Regions from separate parts of the Gossypium hirsutum genome. Here region 1 is linked to region 2. The links are chromatin contacts, called in public Hi-C maps. All regions are on one chromosome and are shown on one strand. Each heading gives the region's core, a stretch centred on a gene start, on an enhancer-like site or on the middle of the called end of the contact. The rest is flanking DNA. Distances are from core to core; before and after follow the strand shown.

Evidence for each region. A called contact is a pair of places that touch in the nucleus more often than the background predicts.
Region 1: a contact with region 2 is called in a Hi-C map of leaf, with 1.8 times the contacts expected there. The contact joins the promoter of LOC107954644 here to the enhancer-like site in region 2. A contact is called at or near these places in 2 of 34 Hi-C or Micro-C datasets (both in leaf).

The regions. Positions count from the first base shown.
Region 1 is chrD07:29,507,641-29,510,908 of Gossypium_hirsutum_v2.1, forward strand. LOC107954644 (transcription factor PIF1) reads left to right here and starts at 1,779. Exons shown (of 9, transcript XM_041096493.1): 1 at 1,779-1,978; 2 at 2,192-2,297; 3 at 2,415-3,268. The coding sequence starts at 2,215.
Region 2 is chrD07:29,239,221-29,242,502 of Gossypium_hirsutum_v2.1, forward strand. No RefSeq gene overlaps it. Among protein-coding and RNA genes, the nearest start is that of LOC107954648, 18 kb to the left of the region's middle. Within about 2 kb of position 1,936, at least 2 of the 9 cell types and tissues checked have an H3K27ac peak or open chromatin away from gene starts, as enhancers often do. A contact at or near this core is called in leaf, where this site is marked.

The sequences.
Region 1 (3,268 bases), core at 529-3,028, 270 kb after region 2:
TAGGCTCAATTAGGATATAAATAATCATACTTTTTTGGTTTAATTTTATCAATTACAAACATAATTAATACTTGACGAGAGAATAAATTAAAGTAAAATGATCAAGATTCAAACTTTAATTATTGTTGAGAACTTAAATGGAGTTAATGATGTGGCATATCATGAGTGGTTGGAATGTAGAATAAGAAAGGGTAAGAGAAGTTATAATTTTAAAGTACAAAATGATAAGTACTGAAAAAAAAAATGATGAAAAATTGGAAGTCATAGGATGTGGTGGGTGAGTGTGAACTGTGAAGGGACAGTCCCCCATATGGAGAAAGAAAACATGTTTCTTATCCCTACACTATTTCCCAACTGCCTCCTCCCACTTTCATCTTCTTTTTATTTAAATTACTAAAACAATACCATTCTTTTAACACCAATCTTGGCTTGTTTTGCCCTTTCTTTAAATAATAATAATAGGGTTTGAATGGGTGTAATCTGATAAGAAAAAGAACACACACCCAAAAGTCCTTATGTTTTATTATATTAATTTTTCAAAATAAATTTCATACCAGTTATCAAAATTGCTTGTCAATTATGGTCAAGCTTCTACCTCAACAGCATTAAATATTAAATAATTACTTGAAGGTAAATAATTATAAATTTGTTTATACTTATAAACACCTTATTGAAAAAAAAATGAAGAGCGTTTAATTTGGAGTTCCAATATTAAAATAAATTTGAGTGAGATTGAAAAAGATTCTGATTATGCTTTAAAAGAAATGATATTTGATATAAGAAATATAATAAAATATTACCAGTACTAAAAGGAACATAAATAATCCAACTACCACTTATTATATACCAAAACAAAATCTATAAAGAGTATAGAAAAAAAGGTAGCATCTTATCTAAAAGAAGAAGAATTAATAATAATAATAATAATAATAATAATAATAATAGTAGTAAAGGATTAATTAAGTTTACATCACAAGGCAGTTTACCGTTAATTGTCATTTTCTTCTTAAAGTAAACCCACTCACTTTCCTTTAATTTTATTTTACCAAATATAATATTAAGTATATAAGATGATACTTAAATTGAATGTATCAAAATTAGTATCCTAGTACTAATACTTTAATTGGAAAGGGTATGTGCCAATCATTGTTTTAAACCATAATTAAATCCAACTTTTCTTTCTTTCTAATTGTAATGTAGTTTTTCTTGGAATAAAAACTTAACGTCAGCAATGGCACAAAATATAATAATAAAATTGAATGCAGTTTCGTAATTACCAGCGACAAAATCATGGAACTCAATAATTATAACTTTAGTGGCCAAAAAACATATTATATATAAAGAAAGAGAAACCGACTTGACTTGTAGCAAAGACAGCTGCCCAGCAGGTGTTGAACTGTAATTCAGCATTCTCACAGCTGAAACCAAAGTTTTTAGCTGACAATTCACATTCTTTTCAATATAACGGATTTTAACTAGGATAATGGTAGAAGTTAAATTGGATATCAAATAAAGAATTTTATAATTTTTCTTGTAATTTTATATAATAAGTACTCATATTACATTTAAATTAAATTAATTATAATTATGGACATTCATCAAAATTTGAATCTAGTTAATAAGCTGATTACGATTCATGTAATTAAAATACATGGTTGATATACAAAATATATAATTGATGCACACACAAACCATTACCGTCAATTTGTGGAAACAAAAAAGATTGGGGTCCGCAGCTATTTTGTTTTGTGGGCATCTAATTACTAATAAGAAGGAAGAAAGCGTTGGTACCATCCACTGTCAAAAGATGCAGAGAAAAACAGGATCTTATCTTTGGTGAAACACCTAAATTCTACTTCATCCCCACACCAAATCTTTTTTTCTAAAAAAACCCTTCTCCTGCTTCCTTTTTCCCTCTCACACTGCCAATCTGCCATTTCAGGATATATATACATATGCTACAACGTTGGAGAGCTTTGTACGGCTTTGGATTTTCAAATATATTTTCGTTTCCTATCTAGGGTTTTTTCATAACACCACCTATGTTGTATTTCTTTTAGGATTTCCACATCTACACAAGTAAAAACAAACCATTCTCTTATCTTAACACCTTAATTACTTACAATTTCCTCCTTCCTTTTTCTACAATTTTTCTTTTTGGGTGAGTTATTAATGTTTAATATAAATACAGATTAAAGTGTTAAGAGAGAGAGGATGAATCACTGCGTCCCCGATTTCGAAATGGAAGATGATGATTCCATCCCTTGTACTTTAACTCGCTCTAAAAAGCCTTCCATGTAAGCTAAACCTTCTTCTTCTTCTTCTTCTTCTTCTTCTCTATTTTATTTATTTTTTATCGCTTTATTATTGTTGCCAAAACCGTGAGTTGATGACGCGATGGAATTATGAAACAGGCCAGAGGATGAAATCATGGAGCTGTTGTGGCAAAACGGTCAAGTTGTTATGCAGAGCCAAAACCAAAGATCTATCAAGAAGTCACCGCCGTTCAAATTCCAAGGCGCCGACCCATCTGCTACCAAAGAGATCTGGTCTTCCTCATCTCACCATCATCATCAACAACAGCAGCAGCAGCAGCAGCAATCGCTTACCGATCATCACCTCTTTATGCAAGAAGACGAAATGGCTTCATGGCTTCACTATCCTCTCAGCGACGCCAGCTTCGACCACGATTTCTGTGCTGATCTCCTCTATCCTTCCTCCGCCGCCCCTTGCCTTACCTCCACCACCGCCACAACCTCCGCTCCTCCTCCACTCGGGAAAGTTACTCAAGTTTCAGCTTCAGCTGTGGCGTCAGCTTCTAGACCCCCGATACCGCCGTCGAGGAGGAATGAGTTGGAGTCGACGAGGATTCAGAACTTCGTTCACTTCTCCAGGCATAAAGCGGTGAGGGTGGAACAATTTAAACAGTCTAATTCTAAGAGCGTAGTTAGGGAATTGACGGTCGTTGATTCCAGCGATACTCCGGCTATGGCTCCCGAATCAGGAGCCTCTCAGGCCATGCCCTGCAACACTGAGGCAGCTTCTGGAGAAAACGACAATATTAACTGCGCCAACATGAGCGTCGCTGCAGGAGCCAACACGCAATCAGCTGGTGTCAGCGGGAGTGCCTGCAAAGACAATTTAGCCGCGTACGAGGTCACGGTGACATCGTCACCTGGTGGCTCCGGTGCCAGTGCCGAACCCACGGCTCAAAAGGCAGCAGCCGCTGAGGACCGGAAGCGTAAAGGAAGAGAACTGGAGGACACCG
Region 2 (3,282 bases), core at 686-3,185:
TAGCTCAATTAAAGAGTTAATGATATCCTCTCATAGACATTGTGTGGATTGATAAATATGGAACGTCGCCATGAGTTGCTTATTCTCGAATGAGCAATTTATCACGATCATTTGTTGAAAGGGATCATATTAATCATTAAAAAGATAAAAATGGTGACAATGAGATAAAATAGAATTGTATTGAGTGAACAGATTTAACTTAAAGTAACATACACATGATGATGTCATTAGACAAAGCAGTTGGATGAATTGCTTTTGTAATGAGTATACGGTAAAGAGTTTTCAATCATGGTACTTTTGTGGACTGAATCCATGATTAAGTAATTGCGAATTATCAAAACGATGCTTCCAGACATAGTTGAAATTACTAGAGCCTAATTGTATATGTTCGATTGGTCCTTCTGCTAGTTTAATAAAAGCTCGATCAGACTGTATTTGAATCAAAAGAAAATTCTACGACTTTGAAAATAATTTAATTGAGTTGATTTATTTGATATGGAATTAAATTGGGCGGTCGTAAGAATTGTTCAACTAGAGAATTTGATTAAAGAATTTTCTTGAAAATTAATTCGGAAAATCTAAGTAATTTTAGGAAAAATTAATTTTGATAAAGTAAAATTAAATTACTTAAAATTATTAAAATTAATATGATATTTTTGGGAATTAATTTTCAAGTAAAATAATTGACCTAATAGATAATTGAACTTGAAAATTGGACCTGAGATTGTAAATTGGGCCCGGGAGCCTAAAACCGAGACTAAGACCCAAAAATTGGTCGAACCGGGTCTAGTATGTGAAACCAGGTCGATAGTCCAATTGGTCGCTAGATTGGATCGGTTGGGACATCACTAGCTCAGACCAAACTGGTAGCAACCGAATCAGCTCAGGGTGCCGGCAACTGGGTCATTATTTGACGAACACTTGAGTTCAAAAGAAAGTTATAGAGAGAAAATTATCTGAAGAAATTATTTTAGAAAATTTCTAAAGATATTTTTCTTATTTACAACTTGACCCAAAAGTTTAGAGAAATTTTAAAATTACCGCATTGGTAGCTTTTGTGAAAAATTTTCTAATTCAAAGCGAGCCCACACTCGGTAGACGCGAGCGTGAGGATAGTGGAGAAGACTACTTAGTCGAATCATTCATCCTAGACGAATCGAAAATGTACAATTTTGATTAAGTGTTTATTACTTTAGATATCATAACCAAGTTCTTGTTTTGGTAATATTTTTAAAACTTTGATTTTTCCTTAAATTTATTTTCTGCTGCCTTTTCCAAACCTGATTTTCCAACACAAATTCCTTCGGCAAACCTATTAGCCTCAAACGGAAAGGAATTAAGATATTTGATTTTTGTAATAATACCATTTGTCTTAGCACCACTAATCCGAGTTTCAATTAAACAAATCAACTCTGGAGAAAATTCTTTCCTATACTCATTCACAATATTATTGGACCTGGGATGCCCAACCCCTTGACAATTCCAACAAAATGTCTTTGTGTCCATAATTAAATAAATAATCATAAAAGACAAAACCTAGAAACAATCAAGTATTTTAGCAGCTAACTTTATCTCTACAGTCACTCTTGGTATCTATAACTTCTTCCTTACTCGGGTCGTCGTTCTCTTTATAAGCGCCATTAGGAACCTGTTCAAAACTATGAACCAAGCCCTGCATTGCCACTTCCAAATCCTTATTGTCATTTAGAAGCCTACTTGCAACAATATTCGGTGGCTTATCATGCTGCTCATTCCCAACATCTCTAATTTTCTGTACACTATTTTGAGAGGCCCTACTTGATTCCTCAAAATTAAAAACCCACATTCTCATTCCCTTTAACCACTTTAGAAATTTGCCTCTCCTCCACACACACTGTCTTATGTTTGTCTTTGTTCAAATTAGAAGGAACACTGATGAGCTGGACAAATAACTTTTCCCCATGACCCATATCCATTTTTGGTCCCATCTTTGAGCCATCATCAAAAGCCACATGGTCTTTTGTGGCCTTAAAACCCAATTTCTCATTAGTAGGCTTTAAAGCCTTAAAACCTTTTTTCCAGCCTAGATCCAATCATAGCTCCTTTCCCTTTGGCTCGCTGACCTAAATTAAAATCCTTAGAAATTCCTTTACGTTTTTTAATCCCAAAATTCTCCACTACTCCCATCACCATCTCCTAGTTTATCTTATTACCCATTTGTTCAATATTTTCCCCCAATATCCACGCCAAAACTCACCCCCTTATCCCCTCCATATCCCATACCATATTTTTCCTCGTTAATCGCAACGCAAATCTGTAAACTCTAAATTATATAGGGTTTTTCTAGTCATTTTTACCACCTTTTTACTTAATAATGATACTAATCTCGAGTATTTGTTATGTAACACCCTTAACATGTATTCGTCGCTAAAATAGGATTACGAGGCATTACCGGACCCGACACAACTTCTGAACTATTGCATGTATATAGACGTAATCATGGTAAAATCTCTTAAACCTAACCAACTTTAAAATATTTCATGACACTAAATTAATATATATTCGTATTCATTTAATACATAAACAAAGTATCAAAATAACACTTCCCCATATAAGCTATGCGCATATCAAAATAAACAATTTTATTAATTACAATATACATATAAAACGAGTGAGTCAAACCATAACATATGACCATATCACAATCGGTACATTACTATTGTTTAGCCTTTTTGTTCAATGCTTAGCCAAAACATAAATGAAAATATACCATAATAATGATTCAATTATGAGAAAATGTTTATACCCAAACAGACATCAACTTTCCAATAATACGAGTCTATTTTGCTAAATTACCTTACATCATTGTTGATCACATCTTTTAAATCCGTAATCTAATACATACACATATGCCCAAATATGTCATTTATTAATTTACTACCTTACTAAGCCGTATCCTAGTCATTTTCAAATATAAATCAAACACTTATCATTTACATGCAAAGACATCTCATAAAACATAATCATTATATATAAAACAAATCTACTAATGCATTACATGCCAAAACCGAACCTATATATATATGTATAAATGATATTAATCCTGTAACATATCATAGGTCACTTATAAAACTAATTTCGTAAACAAGACTCATTATACCAATTACCAATTCTAATTACAATATGTATATCAATTTAAGTATAATACCATAGCAATAATCCACACTTAACAAATATAAGAAAAATTAACGTTAACATATAACTGGACATTTAGTTCCATGATTTAAACACCACTACCAAAAC